3 separate regions of the Gossypium hirsutum genome follow, and regions 1 and 2 are each linked to region 3. The links are chromatin contacts, called in public Hi-C maps. All regions are on one chromosome and are shown on one strand. The core of a region is the stretch at or near the end of the contact, and the rest is flanking DNA. Distances in the headings are between cores, read along the strand shown.

Evidence for each region. Hi-C and Micro-C count contacts between places; a contact is called where the count stands out from the background.
Region 1: a Hi-C map of leaf shows a contact between it and region 3, with 2.2 times the contacts expected there. The contact joins the promoter of LOC107911625 here to the promoter of LOC107911784 in region 3. A contact is called at or near these places in 2 of 34 Hi-C or Micro-C datasets (callus and leaf).
Region 2: a contact with region 3 is called in a Hi-C map of leaf, with 2.4 times the contacts expected there. The contact joins the promoter of LOC107911608 here to the promoter of LOC107911784 in region 3. A contact is called at or near these places in 4 of 34 Hi-C or Micro-C datasets (hypocotyl, leaf and petal).

What each region holds. Positions count from the first base shown.
Region 1 is chrD08:40,740,958-40,744,987 of Gossypium_hirsutum_v2.1, forward strand. LOC107911625 (cytochrome P450 78A3) reads left to right here and starts at 1,694. Exons shown (of 2, transcript XM_016839492.2): 1 at 1,694-2,829; 2 at 3,010-4,030. The coding sequence starts at 1,786. The coding sequence ends at 3,633.
Region 2 is chrD08:40,814,738-40,819,230 of Gossypium_hirsutum_v2.1, forward strand. LOC107911608 (protein HLB1) reads left to right here and starts at 1,428. Exons shown (of 14, transcript XM_016839475.2): 1 at 1,428-1,971; 2 at 2,650-2,772; 3 at 2,888-2,957; 4 at 3,136-3,249; 5 at 3,475-3,558; 6 at 3,936-3,986; 7 at 4,102-4,131; 8 at 4,266-4,328; 9 at 4,467-4,493. The coding sequence starts at 1,637.
Region 3 is chrD08:40,017,227-40,021,455 of Gossypium_hirsutum_v2.1, forward strand. LOC107911784 (polyadenylate-binding protein-interacting protein 11) reads left to right here and starts at 2,338. Exons shown (of 11, transcript XM_016839737.2): 1 at 2,338-2,449; 2 at 2,760-3,176; 3 at 3,550-3,657; 4 at 3,748-3,792; 5 at 3,869-3,941; 6 at 4,044-4,156. The coding sequence starts at 2,763.

The DNA.
Region 1 (4,030 bases), core at 444-2,943, 720 kb after region 3:
AAAAATAAATTTCTAAAAGTTTGGTTGTTTTTATTTAGTCATTTCGGTGGTTAATGTGACCTCCAAAATTCAGTCGCAAAGTCTAAGTCGAGTTTAAAGTGCTACAATTTAATTAGAATTTTTTTAAAAAAATATGAATTAATTAAACTTTTTTTTAAAACTTTCAAAAAGAAATAAAAACTTTCAAAAACTTTAGAGAAAGCCTAATTAAAATATTTGAAAAAGTTTGAGAAAAAGAAATCAAAATTTTGGAGGTGCAGTAAGGATCCGCCTTTTGAGTGGGGGTGGTTGTCCTAAAAGCCCAAAGCCATTTCATTGGGACCTTAGAAACCACTGGAGCAAGTGATGAACATGAAAGAGGACAGATAGAGAATGCAAGGAACACGTGGCGATGGGGCATGGAGGGTGGGGTGGGATTCGGTACTCGCGATAGTGGGGTACGGCTATATCCACCCCAGATTCGTGGGTTCATTTCAATTTCAAGGGCACGATAGCAACGTCTCCACACGTGTTAGCGTCAAGTAACTTTTATTCAGCTCACCCGCATAAGATTTTTCTTCTGTTGTAAAATAAACAAGAATAAAAACTACTACTTTAGCATCAAAGATCTTTGTTGGGCCGTCAAGATCTTTCGGCCACTCTCATTTCCAAATGCGTGTCGCTCAACTTCCACGTTTTAAATCGCCAAAATGGTTCAAATTCACATTTTTCAGTAGGAAGTATATTTACTGATTATATCATTTATGAAATATCACACCTTTAATAAATATATAAGAATCATTTCTCTACAAGAAAACATATATTTCATAAAAACAAATCCTACATGAGGAGACAAATAAACTGCATGAGGAGAGAATTAAAGGGATATTATATTTCTTTATTTTTTAAGGTGGTCTCACTTGAGTTAATTATTATGAATGGGTTTGGATGACTGATGCGTTTATTTGTAGTTAGTATAAAAATAACGGCGACAATATTAAATACTATAGCGATATTGTAGCGTGAGACAAAAAATAAACTAAACACATTCACCAAATCCAAACTCACCCCATATATATAACTATCTTAAAAATGCTTGTTTATTTTGCTAATTTTAATCAAATACTAATTAACATTCACCAATGCCGCTGCTAGTTTGTTTTAATGATTCTTGTTCTTTTAATTTCTTTTTCGAAAAACTTAAAGAGTTACTTTCATGATTTTTTTTATAACCATGTAAAAGTTTTGTGTCCATGAGATTATAAAAAAGAAGTAAAAAGAAGAGAAAGATACTACATCGACATGATTGGGTATGAAAAAGAATGATATTTGATTAATATGGCCTGGAAGTGGAGGGCTCGCTCAGGACCACCACATACACCGCCGATGCCTAAATTCTGAGAGCGATGCCAAATTCATTAACATAGCGAATCGGAATGGCTGCCTTGTTCAATTATTACCAGTAATACACTGCTACTAGCCTTCGATATTAGTGGTTTGATAGCTGTGGATCGAAAAAGATAGAATGGTAGCAGCTAGGGGCTTACGTGTTCCAAGAAAATGAACCCCACGAGAAGAAACGAATGTGGGGAATGCAAGGGGCCCCATGCTCATGAATCCTCGTTTTCGGTTTTGCTAGTGGCGGCGCACAATGATATCGATTTTAACTTTTCGATTTTGTTTAATTACGTTATAATGTTGATATATGCCGATCCGTGTGGCATATCTCATAATGCTTCTGTTTAACCGTTACTCTTGTAGTCCACAAAAAAAAAAAAATCTCTATATAAGCGACGCTCTCATTTCATGGTCTCAACCAGAAGAGGAAACAAACAAACAAACAAAATATCATCCGCCATTTTCCTGATCTCCATGGAAACCAACTCTGATTGCTTTTGGCTTTTGTTTATTGCTTCCAAATGCAAAACTTTCTCCTCTCAAAACTCCATTTGGCTTCTTCTTTTACTTTGCATGGGTTGGCTGGGTATGACCCTCTGTTTTTGGTTGTACCCTGGAGGCCCTGCCTGGGGTAAGTATCATTGGCTCCGCAAGAGAGGTGCCACGAAGCACAATAACATCATTCCAGGGCCACGAGGTTTCCCAGTGCTGGGAAGCATGGACATCATGCTTAATCTGGCTCACCATAAAATTTCTGCAGCAGCTAAGTGTTTTGATGCTAAACGGCTCATGGCCTTTAGCTTGGGTGATACAAGGGTTATGGTTACATGCAACCCTGATGTAGCCAAAGAGATTCTTAACAGTTCCGTTTTTGCTGATCGTCCAGTGAAAGAGTCGGCATACAGTTTAATGTTCAACAGAGCCATTGGTTTCGCTCCTTATGGGGTTTACTGGCGAACCCTCAGAAGAATTGCTGCCACACATCTATTTTGTCCTAAACAAATCAGCTTCACCGAGGCACAGAGGTCTGATATCGCCTCTCAAATGCGTTCTATAATAGCATGTCGGGGTGGAACCGGAGAATTCTCCGTACGGGATATACTCAAGAAAGCATCTCTTAACAACATGATGTGCTCGGTGTTTGGCAGCAAGTATCAACTTGGTTCGTCAAATACTGAAACTGAACAACTCAGCCAGCTTGTCGAAGAAGGTTACGACCTATTAGGGAAGCTCAATTGGTCTGATCATCTCCCATGGCTCGCTGGTTTAGACCTTCAAAAAATCCGGCTTCGATGCACCCAACTTGTTCCCAAAGTGAACAAGTTTGTGAGTAGAATCATTCAACAACATAAACTGCAACCTGAGACAACAAACCATGATTTCGTGCACGTTTTACTTTCTCTTACTGGACCTGATAGACTCTCGGACAACGATATGATTGCCGTACTTTGGGTAAGCAACAAAGCAAGCAATTTTATTTTATTTTTTTATAGGCATGGTTTTTTGCTTTCTAGCTGTGATGGGAAAACAGTCGAAGATGGAATCTTGGATCAGTTTGATGATTAGATTACGATAATATGTACATTTTCTTAGCTTTTAAGTACAATTAATTGCTTTGTCCTAATTACGCAGGAGATGATATTTAGAGGAACGGACACTGTGGCGGTTTTAATAGAGTGGATACTAGCGAGAATGGTGCTTCACCCGGAAATCCAGTCAAGAGTGCAGGCGGAGCTTGATGAAGTTGTGGGGAAATCACGAGCGTTAATGGAATCAGATATTCTATCGATGGTTTACCTGCAGGCAGTAGTGAAGGAGGTTCTGAGGCTGCACCCGCCTGGCCCACTTCTATCATGGGCCCGGTTGGCAATCACAGACGCTACTATTGATGGTTATCACGTGCCTGTTGGGACCACAGCCATGGTTAACATGTGGGCCATCACCAGGGACCCAGAAATTTGGGTGGACCCACTCAAGTTCATGCCAGAGAGATTCGTGTCCAAGGACAGTAGTACTGATGTGGAATTCTCGGTGTTAGGGTCAGACCTCAGGCTGGCGCCATTCGGGTCAGGCCGTCGGACTTGCCCAGGTAAGACGTTGGGTTTGGCCACTGTTAACTTTTGGGTGGGATCCTTATTGCATGAATTCGAGTGGGTGCAATCGGATGCTAATCCAGTTGATCTCACCGAAAGGCTTAGGCTCTCCTGCGAAATGGCTAACCCTCTTAAGGTCAAAGTGCAGCCTAGGCGCAGATGAAATGATAATCGCACAATTTATGATGGTTCAATCTGAGATTATATACTATCCTTATTTAGTAACCAGTTGTTAGAAATATATGGTAAGATTTAAAATGTATATATCTCGATGTTTTCTCTAGAAATATCAATGTTTCCTGACCTACGTCCCTACTATATATATGGATAATACTATGTAATTTTATTTAACTGCAATAAGGTTTTGATCGTCTCACTTTTCATTTCCTTTTTCAATTTCCAAAGGCAACAGTTAGGGAGGCTTTGGTATGGAAAGTTAATAACTTTTCAAGGAATGTATTGGTTAGAATGTTATTCTAACATTTGGGATGAAAAAATTAATTTACTTTTATTAGAATGTTTTCTACTAAGTTACTTTTATCACCAGCAATGAAAATTGA
Region 2 (4,493 bases), core at 178-2,677, 800 kb after region 3:
ACCCATTTAGACTACCATGTAGGACTGTCGTTAAGGAGGTAACAGAGTTTAACGGTAAAGTGACCACTTCGTAACAAAACAATAACATAAGTGACTAAAACATAACATTTCAAACATAAGTGACTAATATGTAATTTAAGGCAAACAAAAGTGACCATTTTTATAGTTTACCCTATCTTTATAGGCTTAATAATAATCAATGACTAATTAAAACTTAAACTTAAAGTTATATGTGTGATATGGATAATAATTCATTAAAATTGGAAGGAATAAATGAAAGTAAGTAAAGTTTTAAAAAATACTCATATTTATATTATTAATATTCATATTTATATTGTAAAACATCGCTAAATATTTATAAATCATATTTCATATAATTATTATTAAAATATTAATATAAAATTTTTAACAGTATAGTAAGAATATTTTCTAAATTTAAATTTATTATTATTATTATAATTTATTTAATATTAAATAATTTAATTAAAATAATAAATAATTTAACTATATTAATAATTTATTATGTACTATTAAATGTAAATATAAATATATATTTAATAATATTGAAAAGTATAATTTGAGATCAATAGTTTAGCATTTCTAAAATTTAAAAATAAAATTGTATTATAATATATTAATATTTAGCTCGGTTCAAGTAAATTATTATCTAAAAACTTTTTATTTATAATTGAGTTTTTTTCAAAAAATTCTTAAAAGAAGACAACTTGCATAAAAAAGGGTTTATTGTAATTGACTAATTAACTTCATCCATCACGTTATTTGTCATTGACCAAACACAAAATTATGAAAAAAAAATTTGATAAATAATTTTTCATGAAACAAATGCTTCTTAAGTAAAAATCTTACATAAACAATATTACTTCCATAAAGGAATTTATGTTCCATAAAGGAATTTATGGGTTGAGTTGAGCTTGAATTAGGCTTATAATATTAATATTATAATAATTTCTCAATTTTAACTTAGAAAAAATATGAATTTTAAATTTTAACTAAACTCACCCATATTTATAAATAATTCATTTAAACTCTTTTGCACTTTCATATATATATATATATATATTATTTATTTTAAAAAATAATTTTTTATTTAATATTTAACGATTATATAATTATAACTATTATATATTTTTAATTAAATTTCTAAAAAAATTAATATTTAAATTATAAGTATATTTCATTTGCCATCATATAAATTACACAAGAAATGTTGTATTTTGGTTTTGAATATAAAAAGCTATGCCCGAATCATTTTTTTAAACCAACTTAATTATATATTTTTTAAGCTTAATATCGTGTTCAAAATTTAGGTTTTTTAATAATCATTATTTCGGAAAATGGTCAACAGTACCCTGCGACCATAGGTTTCAATACATTAAAATTTAGTAATGAGGGAGGAATCTTGGCATTTGAAGATAACAGTTGTACTCTTACATAGTAGCTTACCATGTTTTACTTTTACTGCGACTTCTTACGGCCCGGCTGAAGTAACTTCCTTTTTTGCATTGGACCTTGGCTTCAACACGCTATATTTTCTTGTTCTCTCTCTTCTTGATATATCTTTCAGATCTTCTTGGATTCGGCTTTGGCGTTGCACGCAAATCTCTCGCTCAACGCTATGTCCGAAACGACTGAGGGATCCGAACTTCAAAATGGTTTCCAGCCACAACCCCGACCCGAACCCGAACCGGAATCGGAATTGAAAGTAGAATCTCAACCTGAACAACAACCGGAAGAGGAACTGAAACCGGAACCTGTAGTAACTGATGCCGATCCGAAGCCGGAGCCGAACAATGAGAGCTCGATCCAATCGAATGAGACGACCAAACAAGCTTCAACCGACCAAGTTGCTCCTCCAGGGCGGCGTAAAGATGAGGAGAACCGGACTTTCACGATGAGAGAATTGCTAAGTGAGTTGAAAAGCGACGAAGATGATGCAGGGTCTCCTTACAGGTACTTTCTTTTTTCCTTTTCTTTTCGAGTTTCAGTTGATCAAAAAATTACACTCTTTAATTTGTAATTGGATTTAACGAGATTTCAACGTACAAATCTTTCGATCTTTGAAGCTCCCCGTTGATTCGTCTCCTCAATTAAATGTGGAGAATTCTTCGAGTTTCAACTGAACCTAAAATTATGCTGTTTCTCTTTTATATCCCGAATAGAGAAGTTACAGAATTTTGATTCTTGATTGTCTATTGGCAAACTACTAGATGCAATTAAGGCGTACTCTTCCTTTTAGTCTACGAGTTCATTTTCATTAATTGCATGGATGAGCAACTGTTCTCCGATCAAAGGTCTTCCATTACTCTTGAACGTGATTGTTATGTTAGAAGCTCGTTATCTTTGAACTTCAGATGCAATTAGATTTTTTTTCCTGCTTTTGAGTCATTAAATTAGTTCTGAATTTCAAGTTCGGCATCAATTGTAATCTTAATCTTTTCCAACTTCGATGAAGGAACCCTTGGTTTTGGGATTTTGCACTTTATAGAATTCAGTTTATGTTCTTTTTCATATGCCGCCATTCATGCAGTAAAGGTTTCCTAGTCTTGTTGGAATAAATATGATGTGATCCTTGTTTCTTCTGCTTGTGAATGATACCATTGTCTACTCCATGATTTATATATGCTTCAGTCAAGAAAACAAGCAACGTCAGTCCTACCAAAATAATGCTGCAATGGAGTTGATCAATAGTGTCACTGGTACTGATGAGGAAGGCAGGTCTCGTCAACGGATTCTTGTATATGCTGCCAGGAGGTACTGTCATCTTGTTTTTATACACTTTTCACACTTTACTTCCATATCGAGCTTGATATGTTGCTGCTTTAGAGTCTGCTATTCAATAGTACTGATTTTCAGTCAAATTTTGTAGGTATGCTACTGCACTGGAGAGAAACCCAGAAGATTATGATGCTCTCTACAATTGGGCATTGGTTCTTCAGGTTTGAGATACTGGTTAATGTTGATGTTAGCTTAACATCATTCATAATGATTATCATGTCTTATTATTATACAGCAAGGGCAGCCTCCTTAACATTGTCAATTTAAGCATATTGTAATGGTTGCAAAATGCTGCAGATTTCTCATATCATGTCCTTTCTGTTCTTATTTGGCTTGCAGGAAAGTGCAGATAATGTTAGTCCAGATTCTACTTCACCTTCTAAAGATGCCTTGCTAGAGGAGGCTTGTAAAAAGTATGACGAGGCTACTCGTCTTTGCCCAACACTTCATGATGTATGTGTGCTTGTTCATGTTGCTGATGATCCATTGCATTACTCTGATCTTTTGGTTTTTTTAAGTTCCATTTCAGTTAAAAAAGGCATGATGACTGCTCAGAGTGCATAAGCCAGATAAGAAACTGAATGCACAACAGAATTTACTGAAATAAGTGTAGAGCTGTATAATATATACACTAGTGATATTCATTCATGACTTTGATGCAATTTCATTGCATGACAGGCTTTCTACAACTGGGCTATAGCAATCTCTGATCGAGCAAAAATGCGTGGTCGGACCAAAGAGGCTGAAGAACTATGGGAGCAGGTTCTTACTATATAATTTTGATATCTTAGTCATGCTAGACTTTTGTATGAACAATACTAGTCCTTTATCGGCAAATTTTGGTGTCTTGTCATGGAAACCTTTTCCATGTGTGGATAAGATCTTGTTTCCTCCTTATGTTTCATGTTAGCTGCATGATGTTATATAATCTACTTTAGTAAGGCCAAAGAGCCATGGAACTGGATTTTACTTTGGAGTTTTGGTATACAGTCATTCTGGAAGTTAGTGCTGAAACACATTGTCCTTGTGGTTGTGCTGTGTAGAAATCCTTGGTGTTTTCAAAGGAATGCCTTGCTGTAGTAATAAAAGCCTTGTCCTTTACTTTGATAGAGCCTAATCCTATTGTTATGGGTTTTCAGGCAACAAAAAACTATGAAAAAGCTGTCCAGCTCAACTGGAATAGCCCCCAGGTATATTAGAAGTAATTGTTTCTTTTAGTCTTGTAATTCTCCCAACTATAATGACTACATCTTTCATTTTTATTCTACATCTTAGTGGTTTTAAGGATTCATAAATCTCTTTCAGGCTCTAAACAATTGGGGACTTGCTCTTCAGGTAAACTATGTTTTAGTGATGTTGATATTGTAATCAGCCTCATTTTATTTCCACATCTTTCAAATTTCTGAGTCTACTTCTATGAAATCCTGGAACGCTATGCTTACTTTCGTGTTCTATCATGCATGCTTTAGGAACTCAGTGCTATTGTTCCAGCTCGGGAGAAGCAAAAAATTGTCAGGACTGCAATTAGTAAGGTACAAAAGTCATTTGGAGCAATCAGGGTGCTCAGATGACTATAGTAACAAGCTGCAAAGTAATTTGACATCTGATAAGTCCTAAAAGAAGTTCACTTTGCATTTCAATTCTTACAGTACCCTTTGCTTTAAATGCAGTTTCGTGCTGCAATACAGTTGCAATTT
Region 3 (4,229 bases), core at 1,088-3,587:
ATTGCAGATTGAGTGGCCACAAGAGCAAAATTATACACAGTACAATGAATGGATGCAATTTCTTTTTAATAATTACCCGAGCCAGAAATGCAAAACAATTGCATGTACTATATGGGCATTACAGACAACAAGTAATAAATTATTTTATGAGAGAAAACAACAAACTGGAGAGGAGATAAAGCGCTTTATTGAAAATTATTTACTAGAATTAAAAGGAATCAAGAATAAGCTACTTGTTCAGAAAATAAGGATTGAACGGTGGAGACCACCGAAGCCCATACATGTCAAGATAAAATTTGATGCTGCATATCAACAACAAAACAAGAAATTGTGTACAAGAATAGTGATTCAGGATGAAGAAGGTCAGGTTTTAAAAGCTAAACTATACCTAAACAAATACATACCAAATGCATTTGCAGCAGAAGCCTTGGCTTGTGTACAAGCAATCCAATTTGGAGCCAAATCCAGTTATTTAAGAGTCGACATCGAAGGTGATACCTTATCAGTATTAAGAAAATTGCAAGAAGACTTAGGGTGGGTTTGGATGGGCGATTGGGTGCGGTGCGGTGCGTTTAGCTTACTTTTTGTCTCACGCTACAGTGTTGCTACAATATCTAATCTAACTGCCACCGCTGTTTTTACACTAACCGCAGGTAAACGCACTGGCCATCCAAACTCACCCTTAGACGATAGATCAGAAATCAGAGCCTATATTCTTAATGTTAAGCGCCTAAAGAGAAACTTTATTAATTGCAAATTCAAATATGCTTCAAGAACAGGGAATAATGTGGCACATACCTTTGCAAAAGAGGGACTAAGGGTGGGAGACGATACTTATCTAAATAACAGACTTTCTAGGGCAGTGTTAGCCGCTGTGGTAGAGGATTGTCGAGGATTACTGCGAATAGGTAAGGGACTTCAGTGAAAAGGAAGAACAATATGCGGGGATCGAAAGAGACAATACATCTGAAGCAAAGTCCAGGAACAACAAAGTGAGTGGGTCAGAGAGGTAGATGCTGAAGAAGAACGACTTGGGAAAATGGAATGGAAACAATAAGAACTCAGTAAAGGCATTTTAGTATGGGCAGATCCATAAATGGAATCGGATCGGTGAAGAGAACTTGGCCATGGCTGGGATGCCCTAAGAAACAGAGTTCTAGAAAAGTCGGTCAGAACATGGGAAATGATAAAGTTAAAAGAGAAGTGAGGGAAAGTGACCAACAAGTTTTGGTGGATGGTTGCGGCTTTGTCTTAGGGTTTTAGGAAAAATGTGGGATTAAGTTTAAGATAAGGGCTTTTAGGCTGATACGGCCTTGGGGCATTTTGTTTTAAGGATTTTTGGTTAGGAAGGTGTTTAATTTGGGCTTTATGGGTTTTGTCATTGATTTATGTTTTGGTGCTATCTTTTTAATAATGAGCAATCTAACATTTTTCTTGAAAAAAATAATTTGTATGTTTCATATTAAAAAAAATGCTATAATTTCTTTTAACAATTAAATTTAAAGTTTTCATATTTTAAAATAATCTAACATTTCAAATATTTTTATAATTTTAAAAAATAACATACTATTTTAAAATATAATTTTAAAGTGAAAGGTCCTCAATAAATTTGATAAGTTTCAAGGGTCATTATGATGTTAAGATGATGTTTTGCAGGAAAAAAAAACCTAAAAAAGCCTTGTAGGAATGACATTTGTAAAAGTAAACATGATGTTTTATTCTTGATATTATTTCAAGAAAACAAATAACCCTTTTAAATTTTAATTACAACATATTTCTACAATATTAAATTGATATAAAGACATAATTGATACAATACTAATATTTTAAGAACTCAATTAGAATGCTTTAAAATTTAGAGATCAATTTTAAATTTGAGTCAATTTAAATGTATAGGGTGCAATTAACCCGTGTTGGATATATTAATAAATATGATTATAATTTATTTAATATTAAAAAAATTATATGAACTATTATTTTTAGAATAAGATTTTTTATGAATTATTAAATACATAAAGAATTAAATGCCAAAAGTTTTACTGCATTTTTGGTCAGTCCTATTTACTTGGGTCCCCAGCTATATTTTTGCTCGTTAATACAACCTAAACCTACCTAAATCTTTTACATTTGTTTCAAACCAAGTTTAGCGAATCGGACTGATTTACCAAAACACCCTTCATTCACTTGTAAAATCTGAAACACTGCCTCACTGTTATGATGGTTAAAAGTTACGCCCAGCAGCCAATAACTACGCGACACGTCATAGTACAGACGCATGATGGATGTCGCCAAGTATCATCCTACATACATGCATCAATATCATGTCATACATAGACATGTATTTTTTTTCTTTTTTTACATTTCAGTAAACGATCCAAATTCCCTAATTTTTAGATAGAAAACAATTCAAAAAAAAAAAAAAAAGGTTAAGCTCAGCGTTACAGACACTGTAAGAAAAGGAAAATCATCCCTTTTTTTTTTGGCTGCTCTACTTTGTTTTCTGCTGTTATTTATTTCCATTTCGTTTTCTCCGTAGTGATCTCGAGGTGGGTTTTTAGTTTTGCTCGTCATCAATGGAGATGAATGTAGCCTTGGCTTAGTTTCCGAAACGATTCTATCATTTTTATATTCCCTACATTTCACAACGCCATTTAAAAAAAATCATCTTTTTTTTTTTTGATGTTTGGGCTTATAAATTTCAGGTCCTTTTCTTGATCAGTCGATAAAAGAGATTTTTTTTTTTTGGGAATAATTATCAGGCCATGGCAGTAGTTGAGAATGGTTCGAATCAAGATGCGGCTGCAACAGCAGTGGCATCAAACGATCAGGATCAGTCAAAGCAAAACCATGTTGGGTCAAGAATTGATCCGAGCTTACACCAGAACGATCAGGGGTTATACGACAAGATCGGTGCCCCCCATCATCGATCCAACGGTGGGGATTTACAGATGAGCAATGGTGGTACTGGGGATGACGTTGGGGATAGCTTCAAGAGAGACATGAGAGAGTTGCAAGAACTGTTCTCTAAGCTTAACCCCATGGCTGAAGAGTTCGTGCCCCATTCAATTGCTAACCACGAACTTAATGGAGGGTTTTTCATTAACAACTCTTTTCTGCAAAACAACACTAACATCTCGAGGAATGGTCATGCTAATGGAAATGGTGCTGGTAGGCGGGTATGCCATCAAAAACCCATTTGTTGATTGATTGCTGTGTTTACTGTTTTTTATTAAGAATTTTAGTCATCTTGAAGGAGGAAAATTAGCATATAAAAAAAAAGAATAAAATTTGTTTGTTTGGGGTTTTAAGGATGAAGGTTTTCAAAGTTTCTGTTTTATTATTGAGTGCGTTCTGCATAAGAAAATTTCATGTGTTTTTTCTTTTGGTTAATTTTAGTTGAGGCTACGGTTCATGTACATTTTAAGTGGCATGAAATTTAAAGGTTCAATTCCCAAATGTTATCAAATTTTTGTTATACATAATCTCAATTGTAGATGAGAGAATCATCTAATCTCATGGATTTGTTCACTGGATTTTGTATTTTCTCAGAAGAAAATTTTCAATCAAGGTAAAAGGAGATTAAACAATAGGACAAGTATGGCCCAGAGAGAAGAGGTTATCCGTAGGACTGTTTATGTGTCTGATATTGACCAACAGGTTTGAGCTTGTTAGGATGCTGAAATTAATTCTACAATTTCTGCTCTTTGTTATTTGGATTCATGCAGTCTTTTGCTTGTTGGGATGTAGGTCACCGAAGAGCAGCTTGCAGGTTTATTTGTGAGTTGCGGGCAGGTGATATGGTTTTCTTTGCTTCTTAGCAGTTTTCATCAAAAGCAATGTATCTGAATGAATTTTGTTTCTTATGAAGGTGGTTGATTGCCGCATATGTGGTGATCCTAATTCCGTGCTTCGTTTTGCCTTTGTTGAGTTCACTGACGAAGGTGATGTTTAGATAAGGTTATTTGATGCATGATTTAAGGATTGTGAATTTAACTGTAAAACTTGATATTTACATGCTACTGCATGGTGGTTTGACTGTTCAGAAGGTGCGCGAGCTGCTCTGAATCATGCAGGGACTATGCTTGGATTCTACCCAGTTAGGGTGCTACCTTCGAAAACAGCTATTGCACCAGTTAACCCAACATTTTTGCCGAGGGTGAGGCTCATTTCTTCAATTTATTGTGCTGGAACTCATTTATAACTTGAGTAATTGATGCATAAGCCATTCT